Regions from separate parts of the Zea mays genome. Here regions 1 and 3 are each linked to region 2. A link is a contact called in public Hi-C data. All regions are on one chromosome and are shown on one strand. The core of a region is the stretch at or near the end of the contact, and the rest is flanking DNA. Distances in the headings are between cores, read along the strand shown. Region 1 holds the start of LOC100276743 (3'-5' exonuclease domain-containing protein / K homology domain-containing protein / KH domain-containing protein). Region 2 holds the start of LOC103651514. Region 3 holds the start of LOC100276175.

The links. A called contact is a pair of places that touch in the nucleus more often than the background predicts.
Region 1: a contact with region 2 is called in a Hi-C map of tassel, with 5 times the contacts expected there. The contact joins the promoter of LOC100276743 here to the promoter of LOC103651514 in region 2. A contact is called at or near these places in 9 of 25 Hi-C or Micro-C datasets (bundle sheath, ear, endosperm and 4 more).
Region 3: a Hi-C map of leaf shows a contact between it and region 2, with 5 times the contacts expected there. The contact joins the promoter of LOC100276175 here to the promoter of LOC103651514 in region 2. A contact is called at or near these places in 8 of 25 Hi-C or Micro-C datasets (ear, endosperm, leaf and 3 more).

The regions. Positions count from the first base shown.
Region 1 is chr3:224,739,002-224,743,792 of Zm-B73-REFERENCE-NAM-5.0, reverse strand. LOC100276743 (3'-5' exonuclease domain-containing protein / K homology domain-containing protein / KH domain-containing protein) reads left to right here and starts at 3,489. Exons shown (of 10, transcript NM_001150459.2): 1 at 3,489-3,694; 2 at 4,594-4,754. The coding sequence starts at 3,625.
Region 2 is chr3:224,926,006-224,930,459 of Zm-B73-REFERENCE-NAM-5.0, reverse strand. It overlaps LOC103651514, which reads right to left and starts at 1,456. Exons shown (of 16, transcript XM_008677156.2): 1 at 1,109-1,456; 2 at 873-1,017; 3 at 684-790. The coding sequence starts at 1,177. It overlaps LOC103651512 (carbamoyl-phosphate synthase large chain, chloroplastic), which reads right to left. Exons shown (of 3, transcript XM_008677154.4): 3 at 2,653-4,454. The coding sequence ends at 3,046.
Region 3 is chr3:224,794,462-224,798,832 of Zm-B73-REFERENCE-NAM-5.0, reverse strand. LOC100276175 reads left to right here and starts at 2,560. Exons shown (of 1, transcript NM_001150025.2): 1 at 2,560-3,184. The coding sequence starts at 2,678. The coding sequence ends at 3,040.

The DNA.
Region 1 (4,791 bases), core at 2,240-4,739, 190 kb after region 2:
TTGCTTTTAAAGTTGGTCAAAATTTTATTAGCAGTTACTATGTATAAGTAGATACCAACCCAATTAAACAAGAGATCAATATTAATAAAAACACCCACGATGCAATGCATATGGCAGATTAAGTTTAGTTCCATAAATTAATCATGTGAGTGTCCGAGCCGCTCATGACCGTGAGCACGACTGATATACCAGTTTTACACTCCACAGAGGTTGCACATCTTTACCCACAAGTCGTGTTACCCATTTGCCACGGGGTTGTACGGACCCCATACACCTCTACCAAGGAAGCGAGGCAGGGTAGCACTACGAGGCTTTTCCAAAGTTCCACAAGATCGAGAAAACCCGCTACGGATTTAGGAAGAAGGAAGCATAGGAATCCCTCGTCTGAAAATCTCTATAGACAGTTCGACCCGAGGACCTCCCTATACTTTGCAACGACGCCTCTCCACTTGCCCCTATCCGGGTAAGGTAATCTCTCCCTACCTTTCCTAATTACTTGGCCAAGGTCGACCCATTCCACCCTTGTGGTAGCACTGTTGTCCCAGGTGGTTCTCTATGTTCCAATTAACAATATGATCTTATCATGAACAATAATTAAACAACAACATAATTAGAACATTATCATAATAAAACATTAGTTTTCCAAAATCAGATAGAGCAATAGCAAATCTATCCAATAGTTCATCTGTTTGCAAGGTGGGGGATAAACAATACTAGGGAAACCTATTAGGTTCTATCAAATTAACCTGATCATGTCATAGTGATTAACAACGAACATTATTAGGTAAGAATGAGTGATCAAGGACACAACTTGACCGAGATTCAAGATTTCCAGGCACCAGGATGATCCTCAAATTCTCGTAACCTCGCTGCTAATCATAGCAATACACACAAACATGTTATAGGCAAAATTAACATCACACCAAACATAAGCACAAACTGCATAATAATATTCTACGCGATGCTACGAGAGCGCGAGTTCGAGAACTACCAAAATCAGAGTTACGGTTACGGAGTTATGATTTACGGAAGATTTAAGTGTTGTATACAAAAGAAATTAAGTGCATAATTTCTACCTATGTTTCATAACAAAATAGAGTTACCAGATGAATAACAATATTAATATGAATTTATTGCAACTGGAATGGATTAATTTGGAGTTAAAATGAATTAAACAAGTTTCTGGATTTATTTTTGTACTAGAAATCATTTTCCTAAATTATTTTATTCCCTTTATTCGCTGAATGGACTGGGGACACTATTCTGTGGAAGATCACGAGCCAAGCTACAATTATTCTAGCACTATCTTTGACTGTGGGCTTATAACGAGAAAGGTCGAGGGCTCTTTTGAAAGAAGTGCACGACGAAGGGGGTAAGGAGCAACCAGAGCCGTTGGATCAGAAACACATTGCCCCAATTAGAATCGAACTGGTACGCTATCTGGGACGTCCGATCAGGGATCAACAGTTAACGTTTAATGAATGGCTTACCTAATGTACCCGTCCGATCGGGTATCGGCGGTCAGGATTGGCGAGCGAAGTGTTAAAATGTGATCGGATCCTGGCCACCGGATCCGCGATCCACGGCTAACACTCTCCCCTCACCTCACCCCGAACCGGTAAGCTGTCTCTAATCTAAACCGTACATGTGAGATCGACGGTCCGCACTCCCTCTTCTCCCCTTGGTCTCCAGGCAACAGCGCCACCACAACCCACAACGCATCCCTACCGGCGATGGCCATCCCGACACCCAATGCACAATATCCGAGTACTGAGGTGCACAAAACGTAGAGGAGTTGCACGTGAATCATAGGAAAGTATCCTCACCAGCGATGGAGGTGACAACAGACCAGACCATGATGAAGAGCGGCCCGCGGTGTGACGATGATCATCGATGATAAATTCTGAGAGCTCGATGAGCCACCCGCTGATTAACCCCCTGTCGCGACACCCAGACAGCAAGACCAGCACCCGAGAGGCACGACAGGAGACTAAGGCTCCACTCCGGTGAGAATCAATGGCGGTGGCCATGAACTCACCCCGCATACCCACGATTCTTACTATGGATAGGGGCTAGACCAAGCCGAACGAGTCATAGGAGCATTCGAACGCCTTGGATCTTATAAGGACTACACGACCAACACAAACCCCACTCCGAGCCCGGCGATTTTGCGGGGAGCTGTTGCAACAACCACCGACGCCGCCGCGCGCGAAGGAGATAAGTCTGCACGCCCGGGCCCACCTGATAGCGAAACGGCCGACGCACGTATGAACCAGACCCACTGGTGCGGGGCCCCGAGTGTCAGCCAATTGCGACCAAGGTGTACGCGGTGGTCGGCTGACACCGAGGACCCACCGGTCGGTGAGTGTAGGCACGTTGGCGGAGGGGTGGCTGGGTCGCGCAGGAGTGTTGGGGCAAAAGAGGTTTGTTGGGCCCAAACCGAAGTCTTTCTTCTTTTTTTTTTCTTTTCTTTTCTATTTCTGTTTTGCAAACATTCAAACTCAAATTCTAATTCCTATTTTGATCTTTCATTTTTCAAGTGCCAAAATTTATCCTAATGTGAATATAAATCCTATTAATTTCAATATTATTATTTATTCCCATTCCATTATTTAATTCTAGACTTAAATAAATTTTCTTTTCTCATTTTCTATTTTATATTTCCATTTATGGTTTGGGATTAAATATATGTTTTCAATAGAATGTATCACTACAACATCCTTAGCAAGAGATGTACCTTTTTTATTTCTTTGTTAGCTACTTAATTAATTTAATATTATTAATTGATTATGAACAGGAAAAAGGGTCCTAATAAATTTCCCAAAGTTTTTAATAATTCTTGAAATACTATCATAAATATATTTTTCTTTATTTTATTATTTTTTTGTATCAATTTTGGGCTTTACATCAATGCATGTGGAGAGCGTGGATGGACGCGAGTGGGCAACCAATCATGCCAATACTGGATACAGAGGATCTGACTCGCTGTGTATTGAAATCAGACTATAACAACATAATAAATTTTCTACTAATTGGGTAGTTAGAGGGAGGTGCACCGAAAAATATGTGGAGAGAAAATTTTGCCTTTTTAATATTAGACATATAATATAATATAGGTATAGATTTAGAGATATTTTCGATGTTTTATTTGACAGCCTTATCAAGCATTTACTGTTTTTTTTGTGTACAAATAAAGGAGACAAAAATACATTTAAAACTACTTCAAACAGGCCAGGAAGTTAATCTGAATGGTCTCGAGAGTCCAGGGGAAGATATCTGATTCTGGAGTTTGAAAAAAAAATGAGATTACGATGGTTGATGATAGATCGTCCAGGGAGTCCAATAGCCTCAGTGCATCACAATCACCGTCCCGGCCCAATTCCCAGCACTAATCACCATCACAGACTGGGCTGCCGCCTGCCGGTGTAGCTCACGCAATGCATGACCAGGCCCAAGCCCAGCCGACAGCCGCGGGACACGGCAGTAACCGTCGCCGCAGCAACGTCTAGGCGCGGCCGCGCATCCCTCGTCCTCGTGTCTCTTTTTGTCCTTGTTCTTCTCCGTCGCCGGTGCGCTCGCCTCCTGCCTCCCTCCCCCTTTGCGAGCGATCGTGAGGGGATCGAGATGGCCTCAGCCTCACACCAATCCGAGCCCCTCGACTCCGCTGCCACCAGCGACACCGACGCCCCCTCAGGTGCGGCACTTGCCTCTGCCTCCCCCTCCCGTCCTCTCTTCATCCTCCTGGTGGCTCGGCTCTCCCAGTGTTGCTCTGCTCGTGGTGTAAATAGTGGAGGGTCAGGGCGCTGCGATCCTGCTGCCCGGTACTCCGTTTCGCTTGAAGTGCCCCATTCGCGCTCATAGTGCTGCGCCCGCGCGGCGAGAGCCCGACGTCTGTGCCCGGGGCGCTGCATCGTCGTCCTCTGCTTTTAGGGTTCTGGGAGTTCGTTTAGTGCTCGTGTACTTGTTTTTTTAGCTTATACTTTGCTATATTTTGTTGGAGCGTTTTGTGTCATGGTTTAATCTTAGGGTTTTAGGGTCGTACTGTTGGTATGCAGATGCTTTTTGATTGCGCAGCTAGTTACTTCGTGCGGGTTGCTCTAGGACGAGGATTTTTTGGGCGGGTTTGCAGGACGACTTCATGGAGTGAATGCCGATAGTTCAAGTGAAATACTTGTGTCGTGAACTGCCAATAGTTCTGTACTTTGTATGCAAATAATTTGTAGATATCCTAGTGCTTGTGCTAGTTACCTGCTGATAGGTGCTTGCTACTTTATCAGTACTTCTTTTTAGCATTGATAGGGAATTAGTTGTAGAGCTGCATTGTACCAGAAATCCTGGAATAAGAGGTTCTTATGATTTCATTCCCATGCACCTTACCCATTTACTTAATAGTTTGGCAGTGAAATTGGCTGCATCTAGCTACCTGTGTGTTTGTTGGTAGATTTTTTGATTGCTAGGATCACTTATCTTGCTCAGAACCTGGAACTGTTTTTGTCCATATAATTTCCCATTGATTTGGGGTTTGCTTGTACAGATGTGCACCGATGGACCAATTTTACTTGCTTTGTTTTGATCACTTGAGTTCTCTTGCAGATAACATCCCAGAATTACCATGCCCCCCCTGTCATATCGTTACCAAACCTGGTCAACTCCCAGTCGAGTTTCTTGAACCCTCAGCTGCCCAGAAGTTGGTAATTGGATTTGACTGTGAAGGTGTTGATCTCTGTCGCAATGGTGCTCTCTGTATTATGCAGGTGAGCAAAAGTAAACCTTAGCAGTCATGGTGTTGTA
Region 2 (4,454 bases), core at 207-2,706:
TGACAATGTCAAGTGCAATTGTGCAAACTACCCAAGGCACCAGATCTGACTAATGGTGCACATTCTAGCTTGACCTGACAATCTTCAGTGTAGCACTAAGAAACTCCATTGGCCCATACCACTACTCTGGAACATTAAGCAAGGTGAAGATGCATCTATCAAACCACCACATCTACCTACCTTTTACTCCATACTGACTTCAGCAATTAGAGAAAAACTGTCACAACTGATTACACCAGTTTCGATTTTAGGGTCTGTTTGGATCATAGAGCTGAAGGGCAGGCTGATGCAGTGGTGAGAGTTATCTCACTGAGGCACTAGGTCGCGGGTTGGAAACAGCCTCTCTGCATTTGCGCGGAGAAGGCCTGTCTCGGTTTATCCCTTCTCTAGACCACACTCATATTGAAGCCTCCGACACTGGGTCTGCCCTTTGGATCCCTAAAAATTAGCCCATCTTGTGAAATTAGAATAAACAGGAGGTAGTTATAGCCTAATAAGGACTAATGGACTCTAACCACCAACTAGCCATCACTAGCTCTTATTAGCTCAGATTTTGCCTATGTTTAGTCTTTCTAATTGGTATCAAAAAAATATGAGCTAATTGTTGTCCCCATGTATCCAAATAGGCCCTTCAAATATAACAGCATAAACAAAATGATTGCAACCAAACTTATACAAACTACCTCAGGAATATCCACACGGACGACGGAAAGGAACTTTGAGAAGCGCAGCCGGTGCAGAACATTGTCGAAGATGGCCAGGTAGAGCGTCACTGTCCTATCGCCAGCCCCTGCAAGCCGCCCAATAGTGGCATCAAATTCTGATAGCGCACTAAATCAGATGCTATAAGCAAGGTTCGCAGAGAGGCTTGCCTCTGGGGCTTGTGTAGGCCTGAACGCAGTTGTGCTGAATGAGAATGAGGAGGGAGTTCTTCACCTGCCCGGGCGAGAGTTCGAGGCGGCGGACGATATCCTGCAACGACAGCGCGCCGTGGCGCAGAAGGCAGCCACACACTTTCTGTGGAAGAAAGGATTGGGCTGGCGAGTGTTAGGGAGAGCGTGCGAGGAACGGCGGGGAGGGGAGAAGGAGGGGATGGAAGCGGGCTTACGGATACGATAGGACCGAAATGGTCGGAGATGATGTTAACTGCGAGGAGGATGCCGTGCTGCGACACCATGGCGGCGCGCCGGCGGCGACGAGGGAGGCGCTGGGTTCGGGTGCGAGATAGCGGCGGGCGACGGTGGACAGGTGGGATGGGAAATTGATGCCAACGAGGGGAGCGTGTTGGAGGAGACGGTATGGGGCACGCAAAGGCGCGCGCGGCGGCGGCGGCGGCGGCGGGGAGGAGGAGGAAGAGGCGCGCGTGCGTTGTCGTCCGCTCTGCCACCAACTGTCCAACTGTGCGCCGGGTCGGGAGAGCGCTGGCCCGGGTGAGCGCGTTCCAAACGAGCCGAAAAAATTCACGGGGCCCATTTCCACGGTGGGTTTTAGCCAAGGGGAAATGCCCAATTTTTTCCTACCGAGAATTGGGCTCCCAAACTAGCCCTCATTTCTATAGCACGGGCTGGTTTTTGGCGCATGAGCAGAAGTGCAGAACGTTCTCAGTGCTGGCCGGTTAGGGATGTACAGTAGACAGTACCTGTCGTTTTGGCTTGTGGTAGACTGGTAGTAGATGGGATGGGACATGGTCTGTCGTTACAGGTAGCCTCATCATCAGTCCAGGTCCAGCACTCGAACTGCCATGTCAAACCAGCCCTAAACCCAAGTAGCAAACGCTCGATGAATGAACCACCACCACCACTCGAGTAAAATTAAGTTATTACTCAAATTTCTGTCTTTGCTTTTCTGATTGGTGTATTTTGTTCATTTCCGTTGGCGGTCTATGTGCTATTCAACAAAACCAAGTCCGAGACATATCAAGAGAAGTGGAAACAATAAATGTTCAACTTTTTAAGTATTGATAGCACTGTCTGCAACTTAATTTTTAGTTTTTCAAGTCCACACAGAGCTTAATGAATAATGATTGGTCAAGCTCTTTATGAGATTTTAGGAGAACTTCATGAGAATTCAGTCGAACACACATTATGTGCCACTGACCAGCATAGAGATGGTAATGGAAACCCGATCCTCGATTTCGCGGAGAATTCCTCTATTTAAAGGATGGGATAGAGAAGTTTTTCCCCACGGAAAAATAAACGGGAATCTCTTCCTCCGACGGGTAAACGAGGATGGCAACAGGAAAGCATTCCCTATCCTGTTCCACGCGGAGATCCGTTAAACTTATACGTAATGATCTTTTCATGTACTAGCTAATGATAAAAATAAATAATTATCTTATCAAAAGATTACTCATTGTATAAATGTGTTCATTTTAATATACACGTAATGATTTTTTACATCTAACAATGTGTATAAGTGACAGTGTTTATATTAATAAAAATATCTTAATTGTAATTTAAGCGGTGACAGGATCACCATCGGAAACGGGGATAGAAAAGAAATATCTTCCGCAAGCGTTTGTGAATATCTCCACGGAGAATTTGTTTAGTCACAAGGATAAAGAGCTATTCCCCAACGATAAATTCTCCATTGCCATCCCTAGTTGTACAGTACCACCTAATAATACTTCCTTGACACAAACCGTTTCTTGTACAGTAAAATGCCTGTCTACTCATCAAAGAATCTGATTATAACATGCATAAGCATAACAATACATGTACGTCGCACATTTTCGTTTTTGTGAGACAATGATACAATGTAAATAAACCTCCACAAGGGATATGATATGGTATGGTACTCGTCATCAAAACCGCAGTTGGGAAGAAGCCTTATTTCCATGGATGCTATCACCCTTCTAACATGACAAACTACAACTACGTTCGCCCAACACCGATTCTGTCCAGCCATGCCTGTGACCGATACAATCTGGATGCCTGTCTTTGCGCATGCATGCTGCAGGTGCAACCATAAACAAAATTTTCATTTGGGATGTGGTTTTGGCTTTGAGCTAGGCTCACATTATATATGGGAAAAGAAGAGACACCACTAAGGGGCGGTTCGTGCCACCGCCTGTAAATCCTCCGAAGCATCAGCAGTCTGGAAGTAATCTTGCAAGGCGAGGATCTCGATCGACTTGTTCTTCAAGCTCTTGATGGCATCGATGGAGGCCCGTGCACCGTCCACGGTCGTGGTGATCGGCACCTTGTAAGCGAGGGCAAGCCGACGAAGCTGGAGGCCGTCTTTGGAGTCGAGAGCGTCGCCCGAGCTTGTTATCACCATGATCTGTATCTGGCCATTCTTCAGCATATCTCTGGCATTTGGCCGCCCCTCATGGATTTTTAGTACCGGCTCCACCGGGACGCCCTCGAGCTGGAGCACTTTGGCTGTTCCAGACGTGGCGACGATGCTGAAGCCAAGCTCCCGGAACCCACGCCCGATCTCAGCAAGGTGCCGTTTCGTCAGATCATTCAGGCTAAGGAACACGGTGCCGCTTAGGGGGAGCTTCTGTCCCGCAGCAATCTGCGCCTTTGCAAAGGCACCGGAGAACTCGTAGTCGATGCCCATCACCTCCCCGGTGCTGCGCATCTCTGGTCCGAGGAGAATGTCACACCCTTGAAATTTCTCGAACGGAAGAACAGCCTCCTTAACAGACACGTGCTTAGGAATCACTTCTTCAGTGAACCCAAGCTCTGGCAGGGTCACACCAGACATCACCAGTGATGCATACTTGGCTAGCGGATGGCCGATCGCCTTGGATACAAAAGGGACTGTGCGTGATGCACGAGGGTTTGCCTCAAGTAAGAACACATCACCAGAAGTGGATATAGCATACTGACAGTTCATTAGTCCGCACACATTCAGACACTTTGCTAGCTTGGTGGTCCATGAACGGATGACTTCTAGGCACTTGGCTGAGACTGTTCTAGTGGGAAGAGAACATGCTGAATCGCCTGAATGTATGCCAGCTTGCTCGATATGCTCCATAATTCCACCAATCACAACATTCCCAGCTGTGTCAGCCAATGCATCAACATCAATTTCAACTGCATCAATCAGATATTTGTCCACTAAAACAGGCCTTTCTGGATCTACTTGCACTGCAGTCGCAAGGTACTTGATCAGCTTTTCATCGTTGTACACAATCTCCATTGCCCGTCCACCAAGAACATATGACGGACGGACCACAACAGGGTAGCCTATTTCTGAGGCAATTGCCAATGCATCAGACTCACTTCTTGCAATCCCTCCCTTTGGCTGTTCAATTCCAAGCTCCTCAAGAATTGCATTAAATCTTTTTCTGTCCTCAGCAGCATCAATGGAATCTGGTGATGTTCCCCATATCTTCACATTACCAGTGCCTGAAGCAGAAACCATTTTGTTCTCCTCTATGTACTGTTGGATAGGCAGCGCAAGCTTTAATGGAGTCTGCCCTCCAAATTGCACAATTATACCAT
Region 3 (4,371 bases), core at 1,311-3,810, 130 kb after region 2:
TTTCTTTCACAAACCTATTCAGCATATCACTATCTCTCTGAAATTTAAGCATGCATGTAATATGATTCTCAGTACATATCTCTTTTTCAAAATAAACACACAGATCAATTAAAAAACACAGAATAACATAATTCAGCATCCGGTGATCAAATATTTCTGGAAGGGTAACATGTTGTCTTCAAATGGTACCAACATCAAACCTAAAGATGCATCAACTATTAGGACATGACTTGACTTTCTCATCCTTGGACCCTGGAACAAAATTAGGCAAATGAGATCAGTGCATAGATTATTTTAGACAGGTGATCTGACTTTGAATGGCACTAATGTAATCAGTGCATAGATGACTTTGAAAATGTAAGGTTCCATTCTAAATGATACCCTACAATTCTTAATATGTCCTTCAAGTAGCTCTCTCGGACCTTTTCCTTCCCGGTCAGCGCTGATGTATGCCTCAATTTCTTTTTACTATGTACAAGATAGCCCAAGAGATATAGGGAAGGAAGAATCAAAAGGAAGAGGTCATCATCCTCCTCCTCCTTCCTCCTAATGTGATCTCTATTGCTCATGTCCATAGCAAAATTAAAAATAGCATCAAGAGACAAGGAAAACTAATTACTAAAGCTAGTTAGTTTGACAATATTACTAAAACGAGCGTCTTCATCCTTCCTCCTAGGATGGAGACGCTCGTCTTCGCCGACTCTTACTGGAGAAGGGACAATATGAAAATAAATAAATTAGATTTAGTTTGACAATATTATAAATAAATTAGATTTAGTTTGAATATTACTAGAGCAGGAAAAGATGACTGCAAGATCCTGACAGGAAGGAGAACAATGGTAATCTAATTCATAAAGACATCACTAAAGTTCACTTGTACTGTGAAAAGAGCATATAAAAAGACACGAAAGGAAAGAAGGAAAAAACAAAATTAGGTTAGCGCCACGACCCTGCGGTCCAAAACCAGAGCAATCAACCGTGCAACCGGACAGAAAAAGACACGAAGCTACAGCTTCAGGCTTATTATGTTGATTCACCTTCTGTTTTTTAACAACGGAAGATGTTCAACCAAATAGTGGCAACATCCTACTGCTACGCAGAAATCCTCATCTAATATATCTCAAGCATCCAGAGAACGCTTGATTTCTGAGTTTTACTATCAGGCAAATAGAAGGTCTTTTTTCTATCTGACAAACGGACACTCAGACCGGAGCGAACAAGACGCGAGCGAAGAAGCAGGCTACGGGCGGAGCTGGAGAGGAGAGCTGGAATGGCGGCGGCCGATGACGGAGAAGTAGGCTGCGGCAGTGGAGTCGGCATGCGAGCGACTCAGCGAGGCTACGAGCGACGTTAGAGAAAAAGACTAGTAGACTGACGGGCAGAGCTGGAGAGGAGAACTAGAATGGCGGCGGCCGGCGACGGAGAAGCAGACTGCGGAAGTGGAGTCGGCATGCCAGCGATGTTAGAGAAAAAGACTAGTAGACTACGACAAGGTATGGCGAGAGCCATAGCAGGTCATACCGGCGCTCCGCCGCAGCTATCCAACCCGCCGGAAGGTCCCATGCAGACTCGTCGCCAAGACAGTGCTGTCCCGAGACATCCGCCTGTTCTGCTGTGCGCTGCCATCGCTCGGCCTCCCCGTCGGCAAGCACATCTTCATGTATGGCCGGATCTGCCCACTTCTGTCTCCTGGTGAAGGTACCAAACGGATCTACCCACTTCGACCTCTCTGAAGCAACAAAGACAGGGAGAGAGAGGTGGAGAGTAGATCTATCCAACCGAAGAGAAGCTTGCCGGAGTAGAGCTTGCCAGTGTCTCGCTTGCGCCGCCGCCGTCGCTCGCTCACTCGCTTCCAGGGTTTTTTCCAGACCATACGACTCCTGGATCCGATCCAGAACCTCCTCAAGTCAAAAAAAAAATCCAAACCCATAGGCTAGAATTCTAATGGGCTTAAACGAACACGAAAAAAAATAGGATCCTGGATTTTTATTAGACCTGGATTTTAATCTGGATTGGTTCCTATTCCAGACTCAAACTGGTCTAGTTAGGCACAACCGAATGAGGCCTTATTAGAAACAACCCGTGACTCCCGGCACCTCGGCAACCCAAGTACCCAACGATATCTGTGACTAGCCATCCGCGTCAGCTGGCCAACGCCGACCACCACGACACGAACCAACTGATGGATTCTTTTCCGCGTAACGATCAATTAATCAGCCGCCCCCTAATTCGTTCGCACCGCGTGTGTGTTTAAAACCTACCAGAAGAGTGATGCCACCGGCAACGGTTTGTCGTGCGTACACCTACTGACCTACACCAAACAGCATACACCCCGGCCTACTGACTTTTCTTCTGTCTAGAATTCGTCAACGAGGACTTGGGTTGGGTTTTGGGTCCTTAATTTGAAAACACAAAACAGTGGCAAAACCGCGCGCTTGGATTGGATGGATACAGAATTACAGATACAGTACGAGTCGCTCTCTCCGTTCCCCGTCCAAACCAATCGAGCACGTACATATATTCACAACCACCGCAGCTCCCACCTCCATTTCTCCTCCCACTCCCAACCAAACCGTCGCTAACTATCACTAGTCGCCGTGTGGTGGTCGTCGTCATATCCCTCGCCTCTGCCTCGACCGCCCGATCGCCCATAGCCTGCTGGCCTGCTCTGCTAGCCATGGACCGGTCCAAGTCGTACGCGGGCGGGCGCATGCAGATCGAGCCGTACTACGGCGGCGGCGGCGGCGGAGGAGGAGGCGCGCGGGCGGACTTCCGGTCCTACTCCTACAGCGCCGGCGGGACGGGGCCGTCGTCCTACTCGTACAACCAGTACGAGTACGGAGGCCCGGGGGCGGGTGAGGAGGAGGTGAAGCGGAGCAAGTCGAAGCGGCGGTGGCTGGCGGACCCGGACATGGACCGCAAGCGCCGCGTGGCGGCGTACAAGGCGTACGGCGTGGAGGGCAGGGTGAAGGGCTCCCTCCGCAAGAGCTTCAGGTGGGTCAAGGACCGCTACCTCGACCTCGTCTACGGTTGGTCCTGATCCTCAGAGCACGCACACCACCGCTCTCCATGGTTGTTGTTTGGCTCTCGTAGATGTTGTTCATCCTTCCTGGTGATGTGAAACCAACCAGTACAGTGTATGTATTCATGAGATGTGTGACTCAAGAGGTTGTTTCAGACCAAATTGGTACAGATAAATTCATCGTTCAGGTGATCAATGAGCGTACGTGGTTGCTATTGTCAGTCCTTCCTTTTTTTCTTAGTTTTTTTTTGTGGTCAATTATTGCGCGCTGATGCGATTAGCTTGCGTGCGTGGAAAGGGAGATGGAAGCTTTGTCTTCCCATGGATCCATTGGTTGGCGCGATGACATAAAAAAGAGCGAGCGTGCTTCTCTGTTTTTGACGATCTCTTTCCGTGCAGCAGTATAATGGCTACTAATACCACGTATGTTATGTACAGCCTTGTTAACTAGTAGTAATGCGTATGGTTTTCATTTTTTTTCATCTTAATTTCTCTTCTTTGTGTTCCTATGTCCACAAGCTGCTAAACACGCAATGATCGACCTTAGGCAAAAAAAAATTTGGGAAGGGGGCACAAGATTGACATGTACTATCACCGTTCTCGAATATTTATTGTTCTAGTTTATTTTTGAACTAATCCGCGATAAATAAAAATGAATAGATGGAGTAAATTATAGTGGTTCGGAAGTCCCACTCTACATTTCTTTTCTGATTATCCAAATTAAGGAGCATAACTATGTCGGTACTTTACTGTTTACATATAGTGAAGCTTAAAATATAATAGGAGAATGAATAAGTTGTCATAGATTGCATTAAGTCCAAGGAAGCGCTCAGTCCCTCTCACAATCGTCCGCTAGATAGCATTTAGGAAGCCTCCATCACAGCTATATGCTAGGAGCTGCGACGAATGGGCTTCCGCTTGGTCATTAGTCTGGTTTCAACGATGGGCGAAACCGTTCACATAGAAGCAATGATTACAAGTGATCCGACTAATCACGATTAGTCGGTCTAGTCGATTTTAGTGGAGCGACCAGTGTATTCGACCCGATTAGGTCGACTAATCGTCCAGTCGTCCGATTAGTCGTCGACCAAGAGCGATTAATCATCCAGTTAAAGTGTGGACAACTAGATAGGTTTAGTTGGCTGACGGCTGGCCTATTTTTGCTTTGGGCTAGACGTCTAGAATTAAGGCCCAATTAGTGTAACCCTTAGGGTTTTAGCTAAATAGGGCTATCGGTTGCTTGCTCCAATTATCTACTCTACTGTTCCGGCGGCGGGTGCTTAGCTAAATAGGATGGTTCAATCCATGGTTGTAATTCTATAGACCATGTAGGTAAGGGTGGTAATGAA